Linked DNA regions of Zea mays: all the other regions are linked to region 1. Evidence: chromatin contacts called from public Hi-C data. All regions are on one chromosome and are shown on one strand. The core of a region is the stretch at or near the end of the contact, and the rest is flanking DNA. Distances in the headings are between cores, read along the strand shown.

Region 1 (4,292 bases), core at 810-3,309:
GTTTGTCATTCTTCAAACGAGCAAATTGCCTCAATACTGACAGAAGAGATCCCTGTACATTTTCAGAAAGGTTAGGGCTTAATCACATAGAACATAATATATGATACACTGAAAAAGATTATGCAAAATGCAGACTTACTTTGCCAAATGACTTGTTGATGCTTGCATGGAATGCTAGGGTGGGATAGTCCTTCGAAAGGGTCCTTAACCATCCTTTTGTAGCCCAAGCAGGGATTAGATCACACTAAATAAAAAATGAAAAAAAACAATCAATATGCCTCTAAGATTTGTACAGGAATATGCTGCAGAGTAGTTGATACCTTATTTAGTAAGAAAACCAAGTGTTTGTGCTTGCAGTTCTCTTTTAGATGTCTCTCTAGATGGTAGCATCGAGTGCCCATTGGATCCCTGGCGTCCAACACCTGCAGAATAACATCTACAAAGATTAAGCATACATTGGTTGAGCTCACAAAACTCTTCACATGGGCAAAAGAGTTGCGATGCTAACCTGCACAACAACGTCCGAAGAGTCAATAACTTTGTATAGTTCACCCCAGATTCTTTTGCTCTGTCCCTTCTCAAACATTGTATGCCTCACTAGATCACGTAAGCCATCTTCTTCTTCCTCCCTTGGCAACTTTGATGAAGCATACTTTTGCTCAAACACATCTGAAGAAGATAAAACAACATGCAAGTTCACAAAAATAAAGAGCAGTACACCAAACAAGGAGGTGCCGAATGAACATGTTAAAATTTCGCCATCCAGTGGCCTTCAAATTGCATGTTTTACTAGAACATGAACATCAATGACTTAAACCAACAATTGTGGAGTTAACTTTAAAACATCAATAGAACAAATCAAATTGCTGTCTTCTAAAATGGCATGCAATACTTTGGATATTTGATCAAAGTGTAGTAACTGTCAATGTATATGACTGACCTTGGGAATCATCAGCTCTCTTCAGCAAAGATTCGTAGTCAAGAGCAGTTAGTTTCGGACGTTTCCTCTTGCCCTTTGGCCCAAAAGCATGCTCAAAAGGTTCAACTTCAAGCAGATGTGCCTTCGCTTGCTGCATCAACAGAAGCAAATATACATAAGAATAACTTTTGCATACTATACAGTGGTCGGATAACAAGCTACTTGTTTCCTTTTTTATTATACCCAGCCAACTCAACAGTCAATACGACACTTAACCAAACAGGGGAACACGAACAACATTGACTGCATCGATACAAGCAAATGTTAGTCTTGCCCCCGTCTATCTCGACAGAGTGATGACCACAACGGCAGATGATAATCATAGGATGATAATCATAGACGCTAGCGTAGCACCTTTTGATGATCTTGCAGGAGCGATAGTGGCAGCTTCCGTTCTTTCAGGATGACACTGAAGTTGTCGGAAAGCCGACTCTGGAGTTCCTCCCGGAACATTTCAAGCTGTGGCTGGCCCACAACGCGAGTATTGCCTGCAAGCACCAAGAGCCGGATCAACACGAGAAAGGCACAAGCAATCAGCATCCGTCAATGATATTTAAGCGTGGAACCATCGGAGTAGGTAACTACTGCGGTACTGCCACAGAGCAGCAATTAATCCTGGAGCTACAATGAAGCATTCGATCGCACAATTGAAGCACCAACTAAGCGTATGTTATCCGAATAATGCCGCTCGAATATTAGAATTAGACACGAAGCTAGGCGGTGGAGATCGGACTCACCGAACCACCGGCGGTCGGGCTCGATGCGGGTGTTGGGGAGCTCTTTAGACTGGAAATCGTTCCTGAGCACCTTCCCGGCGCGGTCCCTCTTGGGCCGCGTCTTGTACATCTTGAGCCGCCGCACGGTAGCCGCGGACCGGCTCCCGCCACCGGCGCCGCCGCCCGCGCCCTTCTTGTCATTGGGGCGGTTGACGTCGTTCGAGTGCCGCGGCTTGCCCGACACGTTCACCGCCTTCTCCTTCTTCTTCGCCATCTCCTTCTCCCTCGTCTACTTGGTTCTCTTGTGAGTTCGCGATGGGGAGGAGGGGAGGGTGAAGAGTAGTGGAAGAAGGCGGTGGGAAAGAGAGGAGCCGACGATGTTGGGAAACTAGGGTTTTGACAGGAGAGGGCAGCGTGGCTCGCACGTGCGCGTCAGGCATGCGAGCCTTTTGTGGGCTGGGCTTTGCCGAGGGTAATGGTCAGCAAACTTTTGGCCCACTACAAACGCGACCGCGTCTACCTAAATTTTTCTAAAGGCATATTTATAAGAAGCTCCCTAATAAATGACTTCAGAAAATCAGTTTAAAAGTATATCTAAAAATTAGTAGTGGTATATTTTAATACTTTCTCCAACAGATCCCTTAAAGCGGCAGATTATTTCTGGAAAGCCCAAAAAACTCATTTGTAGCTACAAATAAGGGAGTTTTAAATTCCACGAAATCAAATGGTTTTACGAAGAGTCTAACTTCTCATTTTTTTAACGAGAATCCGGTTTTTATAAACTGAGATATAAAATGTCATGTTTAGAATCACTCTTATTTCTATAAATAAGTTTTTTTAAGAAACTAGTTACTTACAAACTAACCCTTGATAGAGACAGCAATATGGACTAGATCCCCGGCTCCCCGCGAGGAATTCATCCATTACGGGATGGGGATGGGGAAGTTTCTTCCTTCACGGGGATATAAATAGGGAAAAATTCTTTCCAGATGGGTAAACAGGGACGGGGATAGAGAAGCATTCTCCATCCCCGTTTCCCTTGGGGACCCGTTAAACTTACACGTGACGACGTTTTCATATAATAGTTAATGGTAAAAGTAACTAATTATCTTGTCAAGTGATCACTCATTATACAAATGTGTTTATTTTGATGTATGCATAATGATTCTTACATCTGACAATGTGTATAAGTGACAATGTTTTGCATTAATGACATATGAATTACGTCATAGTTATAATTTAAGTGGGGACGAGGATCCCCGACGAGGATTTATCCCCGCGGAGAACGAGGATGAGGAATAAATGTCACCCACAAGCGTTCATGGGGATCCCTGTGGGGAAAAAATTTTGTCGCAGGGACAGGGACGGGGAGCTAAAACCTGACGGGGAATTCCGCATTGTCATCCCTAACCCTTAATGGGCAAGTAATTAGTGCTAGAGTTTTTTATTCTTCCTTTTTTGCCTCTAGTGTGAGTAGGTGCACCTAGGAATGGCAATGGCGGAAATTCTTCGTCGGGGAATGCCTCCCATCCCTGTCCCAATGAGGAGAAAAATTATCCATCCCCATCTTCGTGAACGCTCACGGGGAAGCTTTTGCTCTCATCCCCGTCCCTATCATGGAATTTATCCCGCAGGGAATCTGTCCCGCTAGAAAATACAATAGTTAGAGACAAATTCAAATTAATTATATTAAAATTGAACAAACAAGATTTAAAATTACAAGAGATATCTACTTTAGAGTCTAATTTTCTATTTTATGGTAAGCTATGTGTCGTGGTTTCGAAAACCAGTGGACAATAGATTTGTGTTCAGTGGGGGATGCAAGTGCAGACTCACTCCGAATGGTGGATCTCGTGGATCTAAGCGGGGAACTGAGACACAAGGGTTATAATGGTTCAGGCTTTCGCCCTAGTCTAGTGTAGTGTTGATCATAGTATTGCTTTGAGGCATGTTACAACAGGTGTGCTTGTCTCCCTAGAGGAAAGAGGGCCCACCCTTTTATCGTTCAAGGATTGGACCTTACAGATTTGTTTTCTATGAGAGAGAGAGAGACAGAGGGAGGGAGAGAGAGAGATTGGATCCTCTCGGTCATCGTGCGTGTTCTTCGTAGGGTCGTGCGTAGCCGTACTCCTGGTATGACATATCATCTCGCTCGTTAGTTATACAGCCCCATGTAGCTAGTCCATTAATGACACCTTCAAAGTAGTGCACGGTGTGTCTCGCAGGTCAGTCCCACAGAGCGGTGGTGCGTGACGCGGTTTTTCCTATCGTCACAGGCTTGCGTCACCCCCTGTCGCGCGTAGGCATACTGAAAGGGAAATGTGCCCTTGGGCCATTTCTAAGTATTTTGGTGATTTAGTGTCCAACACAAGTGCCTAAGTGACAAATGGTGGACAAAGTACAAATCAAGTATAAAGGTATGTTTCTCAGACTTAGTACATTGTTTTAGAGACTAATGTATTGTGTCTAAGTGCTAGAAACAGGAGAAATCGAATTGGAGAAGAGATGGCTTTGTTCAGCCAAAGTCAGCTCTGTCTGGGTGCACCGGACAGTGTCCGGTGCGCCAGGCTGGCTCAGGCGAACTTGCCGCTCTTGGG
Region 2 (4,573 bases), core at 432-2,931, 520 kb before region 1:
AGTGACTTCAGATACTAAAAATCGAAACTACAGCTGACTTAGTTAGTTCCCAAGTGATCAGATGGACAGATGCTGAATTTTTTGAATGTCATATATGAACTTACTAGTTGCAGTTCTCTTGCGGTGAGAAACTAATCTCAATTAAGCTCAAGCAGGACTGCACAGTGCATAAATCCATCATAAATAAATTGACTAAACATGGACTTCCAACAAAAAAATTGCAGCAAGGGCAAACCCAATGTTGGAGGCTCCCACATGAGTGGGGTCTGGGAAAAGGATAAACCGAGGCAATCATTTCCCCGCAAATGCAGAGAAACTGCTTTGGACCCACGACTTGCTGACTCAATGAGATAGCTCTCGCCACTGATATGGACTTCCAACAAAAAAATTACAGCAAGGGCAAACCCAATGTTGGAGGCTCCCACATGAGTGGGGTCTGGGAAAGGGATAAACCGTGACAATCCTCCTTCCCCCACAAATGCAGAGAAACTGCTTGGCACCCACGACTTGATGACTCAATGAGATAGCTCTCGCCGCTGCACCAGATCTTCCCTTCAACAACAAAAAAAAAACACTACAGTAGTCCAGATTATTTTTTATCATTGTTGTTCAGCTCAACAAAAAAAGCTCTTTCTATATTGGATATCCCTTATGATATGCTAAACAATTAGAAGTATTGCCAGACCCAGAAGTAACTACATTTCTGAAATCACATATAAGGTTAGTAATAGGTAACGGGTTTCTGCATCCTTGCGTCACAGCAATTGTTTGAGACATACAAGAACAACGCACATTTAATTCCTTATGGTTAAAAGGAAGTACCTTGTGGCGAGCATCGATGCATCACGAGAGAAGGAACAGCCAGTGAGCGGGCGATCATCTCCAATCTCACTGCACTCGAGCACAAACTCCCCGGCCTGCTTGACGACGAGTTCGGCCTCCGCCTCTGGATCCTCATCAGGGTCCTCGTGGCGTCGCTTGGCCCTCTCGATCCTGGCCTTGGCACGGGGCAGCGAGTACCGTGCAATGTCAAGGCGCGCCTTGAGAAGCTCCTGCGAGCCCTCGGTGAAGAAGGGGTACTCGATCTGCTCCTCCTCCTCCTCCTCGCCGATGCGCGCGGCCTGGTCGTCCTCCTGCGCGCGGAGGAGACGGTCGACCTGGCCATCGGCCTCGAGCCGGACCATGAGGGCTCGGAGGCGGTCGCGGCGCTCCATCTCGCGCTCGCCGAATAGCGTGATGGGCTCGCCGAGGCGGCGGAGGCGGGCCCGCACAGCGGAGTCGTTGGTGGGTACGGCCATGGCGTAGGCGCGGCGCCGCTGGAGGAGCTCCTGCACCGCGCGCTCGTGGCGCTCCCGCGCGGCGCGGTGGTCGTCGGAGACTTCGTACTCGGCCTCGCCTCCGTCCCCAGTGGAGGGAGTGGGTGTGGAGGCCATGGAAGCGGCGGCGGCTGGGGCGGGGGCGGGCACGCGGGGCGGAGGGACGGGGATTGGGGCGATTGGCGGGTGGATGGGGACGGGGAGCGGGGCCATGGGAGGGGTGAGTGCTGGGGCCTGGGGCCTGGGGTTCTCCATGGGCGAGGGCTCCCGCGCGGAGGGGGTTTAGGGTTAGGGTTTTGAGGTGGGAAGCCGTAGCGGTAGCGGTGATGGTGGCGGTGGCGAAGGGGGTGGTGCTTGCTGTGCCGAAGCCCGAAGGAGGACGATTGACGAGCGGACAACACCGACAAGGAACCTCGCAGTCTCGCTTTTTTATTTAGCTAAGTGACCGAACATGTGTTCTAAAACGTAAGTTAGTTTAGAGCTAACAATTGTGTATACTTTTTTTTATTTTTACCATTTAAATTTGACATCCGTATAAAAATTTGTAGATGAGTCCGAGAATTTATCCATATTATGGATACATAGCTACGATGATTTCTATATATATCATGTATGACTATTTTAAATTTTTTAATTATTAGTTTATATATCAACTATATCGATCTCTCTTAATTTTAATACAATTATATAAGTGTTGTTATGGTAGAGGGTGTTGGTTCGATCCCTAATCTCACTTAATATTTTTGTTGCATGCCTTTAATTTTGATGTAGACGTAAACACGCGCGGGGAGGCTAGGGATGCTCGCGCGAATAAACCGACGAAACTCTTGTATTATATAATAGTGAAGATGGATATTTTCTGTTAAAGGAGCGGCGGTCGCAGAACAGGCGGCTAGCTAGGGCGGCTACGCCGTGCGTGGGTAGGGGCGGACGCGATATCGGGGGAGAGGGCATTCACGGTTAGATAACGTGGGTGATAGAACGGACGGTGCAGATATGTGGACAGTAGAACGACTGGTTCATTTCAAAAGATGTAAGGGAATTTTTTGCAAAAAAATAATACAATACGACCATTAAAATTGATGTTTTAATATAGTCGAGATAGAGATAGAGATAGAGATAGAGAAAAACGGTGCGGACTCGGATTTAGCGTCCTCGCGCGATTCCTTTGTTGAATTGTGCTTTAGGTGAAGGACTGTTGGCACATTTGGTTGAGCTCAAAATTTATCAAAAAAAGGATTTAGATTTGTTTTTTTAATACTTCTAGCTTCATTACGAATTAAATTTACCAAAACTATGAATCGTGTCAGATTTATTAAATTGGTAGAGCAACTAAGATTGTCTCATGTAGCTATTCGTCCTATCGCTTTTTTATACATGTCCAAATAGCGGGTCGTGTCAGCCCGACACATTTAGACTGGTGAGTTCACGAGTCATGCTGTGTCAGTCCACCATATCGCGTCTTAGATCCAAGCACGTCACGGATGAAGCAAAGTCGTGTTGAACCGTCATGAGACCCGCTGAAGCCCACCGTGTCTGACTGAGATGAGAAATAAGAAAAAAAATCTAAAATTTAGCTCCAACTGAACTAATGTTTCTTTATGTTTAAACAAATATAGTCATTTCTAATATACATAGATATATATTGGTAACAAAAATAATAATCGGACCGTATCAAGGTCGGTGTAGTTGACGCGCCAACTGCTTAAGCACGGCACGAATAACGGACAGAGCCGGGTCGGGCACACTTTCAACTGGGCGAGGACGTGCGCGTGTCTGGCCACGTGTCGCACGCCAGGCCGGCCTAGTTTAAACATATATAATCTTATCTCATCTTTTTATTTTAAATTTCACTGTGAATAAAATTACCCACTATACCATTCATTTGCTAAGAAAATGGCTCGTTTCTTTTTCCTTTCATCTTTTCATGTTGTGAATTCCTGCATCCCATCGCCACGCTCGGTCCACTAAAGTCATGCATGTCGGAGCCCATTGCAGCCCTGCATGATGTGGCTTTAGCCTTTAGCTGCCTGACTGGTGCCCCACCGGCCATGATAAGGGCCACGAGCACATCCTCCAGCGCCATGACTATGCCCGATCGGAGCCGCACCACGTGTCAGCTACCGAGATATAATCAGGAGGCGAGTTCGAATGCAGTGGCCGAGTGTGGACTGTGTAGAGTGCATTATAACATGTTGGGTCGTATGTGGGCCGTCGTGTGGGCTGTGTGTGGCCGTGGCATGTGGAGAGGTTAAAAGCTGTAAGCATCGAGTGATCGGGGGATCGAACATCAGATAATTGTGTGAGCATCTTCTTCCCCAAGCCTTCTCTTCCTCTAGTTCTGGTATTCTCATTCTCCTCTCCAATACTCTATTAACTCTGTTACATCTGAGCAATACAAGTAGGTTGTTGACAATTGGTATCGAATACACCGGTCTCGGGGTGGGCGTTTGTCCACTACATGTGTCGTGCCAAGCAATATAGCGTCATGGAGCCAAATCTGAAGCTCATTATCGAGGAACAATCGAAGATTCTAAGGGAGATCACTGACCGCCTCGCTGCCCAGGAAGGGCGGTGGCGCGATCGGGAGTCGACGGTGGCACACAACTCGGCGTCGATCCATGACCTGGAGGTAGCGGTGGCCACTGCGCCTTCCGCGGTGTTGAGGGCGGAGCTCGATGCTCAGGTCGCCGCGGCCTGCGAGCGGCAGGACACGCTGGCATCGGTCGCGAAAACGTGCGTCGGCGGCTTGGAGTACTACGCAGCACCATCCATCATCGCCGAAAACTGGGGCAGACTCTTCGATGGAGATGACGCTGCTGCCAACGCCGAGCGCCTCGATTTCGATGCCAACAAGCTGTGACAATACTTGCTGCTCGACGCTGTTTCCATAGACACGTTTGAGGGGTGCTCCTCGCTCCGTGATACGGAAACCACGGTCGGCAACTACGACCGCAACTTTCCCGAGAGCGTCATCGTGAACCTCGCCGTTGACACCTCTTCGGTGGGGCGTTCGGCCTGGACCACCTCACCCCATGGCCACCTACGGTTGGCATCAAAGGTACACCTGCCAGGTATTCGGTGAAATGTCTGAACATCTTCTCAAGCAGCGACGGGCCTGTCTTCGATGGCGAGTCGTCTCCCTCCACCACTAACTACATCGACGCACTGGGCAACAACGACCTGGATGGCAGCCACCTCCACCTCCTCGGGCTAAGGGAGCAGGCGGCAGTAGCGGGCGGCATCTACGCCCACCC
Region 3 (4,225 bases), core at 946-3,445, 600 kb before region 1:
CGAGCCTGTTTTTGTGGCTCGTGAAAAGAGCGAGCCAGCTCGGCTCGGTGCAGCTCACGAGCTGTCTCGTGGCTCGACCCAACAACAATTTATTATATAAAATCTTAATTAGCATATAATATTATTATCAAGTATACAATAATTTATGTTATTTGATATTAATATACAAAATAATCTATTTCCTATATTATATTAGTGTTATATCTATTTTACTAATTTAAAATATGTTATTAAAAATATTTTAAGATTTTATATTATAATTTACGAGTCGAGCCGCTTTTTCGAGCTCGCCAGATGGGCGAGCCGCAACTCGGCTCATTTCCACCTCTAGGAGTCTTGTCACCAAGTGTAATTAACGGCTAAATTTTAGTCTTTTTATTTTAATTTATTTTAGTCTCTGAATTGTTAAATATGAAAACTAAAACTCTATTTTAATTTCTATATTTAATAATTTAGAGATTAAAATAAAATAAAATATAGAAACTACTAGAAACAAAACACCCCTAGTCTATAAATAAAGGCACCATAGGTCCATATGCAACGGTAACCAATAAAACCGTTTCCACCGACAAAAAAATAAATAAATAAATGATTTTTTTGCATGAACGTTCACGTTCAATAAAAGCTGCGAACAACCCGAAGTTGATATTCAACTATATTTCATGCGAAAACACTCGTTTTTTTTTGGAAACACGCGCGTCCACTTCGAACCCGATTTGCGGAAATCGGGCTTTTCTGTAATCCATGGTCTTGCATTTAATCTGTGCATCTGTTTGATAAGGACGTTGCTGTTTATTGCCCCCATGCATGTGTACTACTACTGTGGCGTATGCTATTGCCGGGCCAGATAAACAGTGGTGTATTATTGTTCTCTTATTTATTTTTTTAGAAAAAAATGTGAACAGGAAATTGTTAACAATGTATAGAGAGAGGCCGGGCCCGGGCAACGTGGACGGTATGGGCGCCTGCAGGGTGTTTGCCTTGCCTGCAACTGCAATATGCTTTGCAATGGCAGAATTGCTGATGACCTGCCGCTGGTTCGATCTGTCTCGTCGTCGCCGTCGTCTAAAATGCGGCAGGGGCAGGCAGCATGCTCATGACACTTGTCTACGCGGCTTACTCCAAGATCCGAGCACGGGATGATAGATAGGAAAGAAAAGAAAAAGAAAACGTCGCTTACGCTTTGCTGGCCGCGTAGACGGCGTAGAGCGGGAAGGCCGGGACGACGACGCTGGAGCCGGAGCCCACGTTGACGACGGCGCCCCTGCCCCTGGCCGCCATCGCCGGCAGCAGGGCGCGCGTGATCCGCGTGGCGGCCTCGACGTTGACCCGCAGCACGGCCTCCCACACGGGGCCCTCCACCTCGTGGAAGTAGGCGGCGCACGGGTACGTCGCGCCGGCGTTGTTGACGAGCACGCCCACGTCGCGGCCCTCCACGGCGGCCGCCACCCGCGCCACCCCGCGCCGCGCGGCGTCCCCGGTCACGGCGAGGTCGAACGCCACGCTCCGCACCTTGCACGCCGGCGCGGCGGCCGCGAGCTCCTTCGCCACCCGCGCCAGCTTGTCGGGGCTCCGCCCCACCAGCACGAGGTGGAGCCCCGCGCGCGCCAGCTCCAGCGCCACCGCGCGCCCGATGCCGTCCGTGGCCCCGGTCACCACCGCCCACGTCCCGTACCGCCCCGCCAGGTCCCGGCCTGGCCGCAGGAACGCGCGGTGGAGCCACGCCAGGAAGGTGGCGGCGGACCGCAGCGCCGTGTACATGCCCACGGCGACCAGGGCGGCGAACCACGCCGGCGGCGGCGCCGAGGACATGAGCCATGCTGAGAGTGAGTGTGAGACCATCTTGCTCTCTGCCGGCAGGGACGGCACTATGATCTTGGTCCTATGCTATAGAGAGGCTGAATGAGATCCGTTATTATCACTTGGTAATGCAGTGCAAACAACGGACTCCATTCCATAAAGAGACAACCTGTGTGTATTGCCCGAAATGAGGCCAGTGCGGTGCCGTGCGTGCAGCTGTAGCGGCGTTAAAGGCAGTTGCGTGATTGCAATGGCCGGAATGAATGCAAAAGCTGAGCTGCCCATGCTCCCCCGCTCAGCAGCGATAGCTCCATGGGCGAACGCACAAAGGTGCACGGACACGGATGCAGTGCCGTACACCGGAAAGCTCCCAACCGAGCGCCGGTTCTTAATAAGATTTGTATTTTATTTTATATGATAATAATTATATATGAAGAGCACGATAAGGATAGAGTATAAGATATGTTAAGGGAAATCTACTTGGGAAAGAGCATAAGATATGAGGTAATAATGCCCTATAAAGAACTCAATCGCGAGTTCGCGACAGCGATATTTTTTATTAAACTTTTTTTTTCAAAAAAACATATTTATACTCCTAATCACCTTATTTTCATCTTTTAGACTCCAAGGATTGGCGTCATGTAAATGATGTGACCGAAGCTCGATGTCGTGGACTTCTTTATTAAACAAACGGTACACAATGAGAAGAAAGGTGGGCTGCCTCCAGTGGCTAGGGCGGCTCAATTGATTGGACTAGGCTAAGGCCCCGTTCGGCAGGCCACCATTCAAACGAGGCCAGGATCGAAAGCAGCACAGGAGAAGTGATACATGTGTTGTCACTAATTCCTGGTCATTAGTCCAGGAACCAATCCGGGAGGTAGCTCACCAGGACTCGTTCCAGACAAAGAATTGAACGAAAGGAATTCAAATCAGGTGGGTCTGTTTCTAGTCCAGATTAAAACGAACGACTCTAGCAGACTGGGCCGGATTCTAAGCCGGGTTGATTCATCCCGCACGGAAAGAGGCTAGGAATAGGCCGTTCCGGCCGAAACGAACGACGCCTAAATCAGATTAGTTAAATACTTAAGTTCCAAACAGTACCTCAACCAATTAGATTAGCTAGATAACAATAGGACCCGAAAAAATAACGAGAGGTTAGACTATCTCCAGCAAAGTCATCTATATTCATCATCTATATTCGTCCTTTACAGTTTTCTTTAAAAGATTTCACCCCTTATATCTTCTTTCTCTCCAACAACGTGCGATTTATCTAAATCGCGTACTCTACGCAAATAACTATATTAAAGATATTTTTAAATTTTTAATTTTTGTACATACGTATTTGTCATACTCTCAAATGTGTTGTACATATTTTAGTTTTGCTAAATCGGTTGTTTAAAGTATTTAAATGGATAGATGATCGTTTAGAGAAACTCTATATATGGATGATCCAATAGCGTTCTCTAAATTTAGAGAATCGTTTAGAGAACGCTGCTGGAGGAAGTAGAGCACGATCCGATTCTCTAAATTTAGGGTATATGACCCTTTAGAGGTCTTTGTTGGAGTTAGCCGATTAAAACCTCCCAAGGAGGGTGATCTCTTTTTAAGTTAGGATCATCCATTGTTCAGATTTCGAGCCATATATTATCCTGGTATCATCCATCTCATCCTCTCGCATACAATGGGTGACTTCATTTCATAGATCGATAAGGGTGTTCTCAATGGCTAGCTATTTCACTAGCTAGATTCTTTATCTTTCCTATGTGGATATAAAATGTGGGAAAACGAGAATAGCTACCGACGAGCAAATAGATAGGAGATTTCACATATTCCAAAAAAATAGAGTGTATTACGTGTGGGACCAAATACTAGTGGTGAGATAAATTGCTATTTTTATTCTTCTCTCAGCTCCACATCACCTAGCTATTTAAGACCGCCATTGTGAACGCCCTAAGGCAACCATGGACACCACTATTACAGAGAAACTCTATAGTGCCGGTCCTAGAGCTATTTGCACTGGTATTTTTCAGTGCCGCCAATGGCGGTTTTATTAACCAAACCGCTAGTGGAAATGATATTTTCACTGCGGTTTTATTAAGAAAACCGTCAGTGAAAATATATTTTCCACTGGCGGTTTTATTAAAGCCTAAACCCTAAGAAAACCGCCAGTGGAAATGATATTTTCACTTGCGGTTTTATTAACCAAACCGGCAGTGAAAATACACTTCCCATTAGCGGCTTTATATGTCCAAAGGATCTAACGTATTCTAAAGTGCATAACAAGCTCAAACCTTATGCCCTTTTCTTTGACGGGTGCATAGAAGCCTTAGATGGTATACACATTCTAGCTCACGTATGTCATGAGTCGAGGTTGGACTACATAAACAGAAAAGGGTGGCCTATCTACAATATATTAGGTATAATG

Evidence for each region. Hi-C and Micro-C count contacts between places; a contact is called where the count stands out from the background.
Region 2: a Hi-C map of tassel shows a contact between it and region 1, with 2.8 times the contacts expected there. The contact joins the promoter of LOC100279862 here to the promoter of LOC100283854 in region 1. A contact is called at or near these places in 2 of 25 Hi-C or Micro-C datasets (endosperm and tassel).
Region 3: a Hi-C map of endosperm shows a contact between it and region 1, with 3 times the contacts expected there. The contact joins the promoter of LOC103634953 here to the promoter of LOC100283854 in region 1. A contact is called at or near these places in 3 of 25 Hi-C or Micro-C datasets (bundle sheath, ear and endosperm).

What each region holds. Positions count from the first base shown.
Region 1 is chr1:60,399,596-60,403,887 of Zm-B73-REFERENCE-NAM-5.0, reverse strand. LOC100283854 (nucleolar GTP-binding protein 2) reads right to left here and starts at 2,059. Exons shown (of 11, transcript NM_001367182.1): 1 at 1,717-2,059; 2 at 1,334-1,467; 3 at 941-1,070; 4 at 509-669; 5 at 321-422; 6 at 140-244; 7 at 1-52. The coding sequence starts at 1,969.
Region 2 is chr1:60,923,858-60,928,430 of Zm-B73-REFERENCE-NAM-5.0, reverse strand. LOC100279862 reads right to left here and starts at 1,681. Exons shown (of 5, transcript NM_001152815.1): 1 at 823-1,681. The coding sequence starts at 1,571.
Region 3 is chr1:60,997,342-61,001,566 of Zm-B73-REFERENCE-NAM-5.0, reverse strand. LOC103634953 (very-long-chain 3-oxoacyl-CoA reductase-like protein At1g24470) reads right to left here and starts at 2,195. Exons shown (of 4, transcript XM_020546380.1): 1 at 1,970-2,195; 2 at 1,181-1,882. The coding sequence starts at 2,085.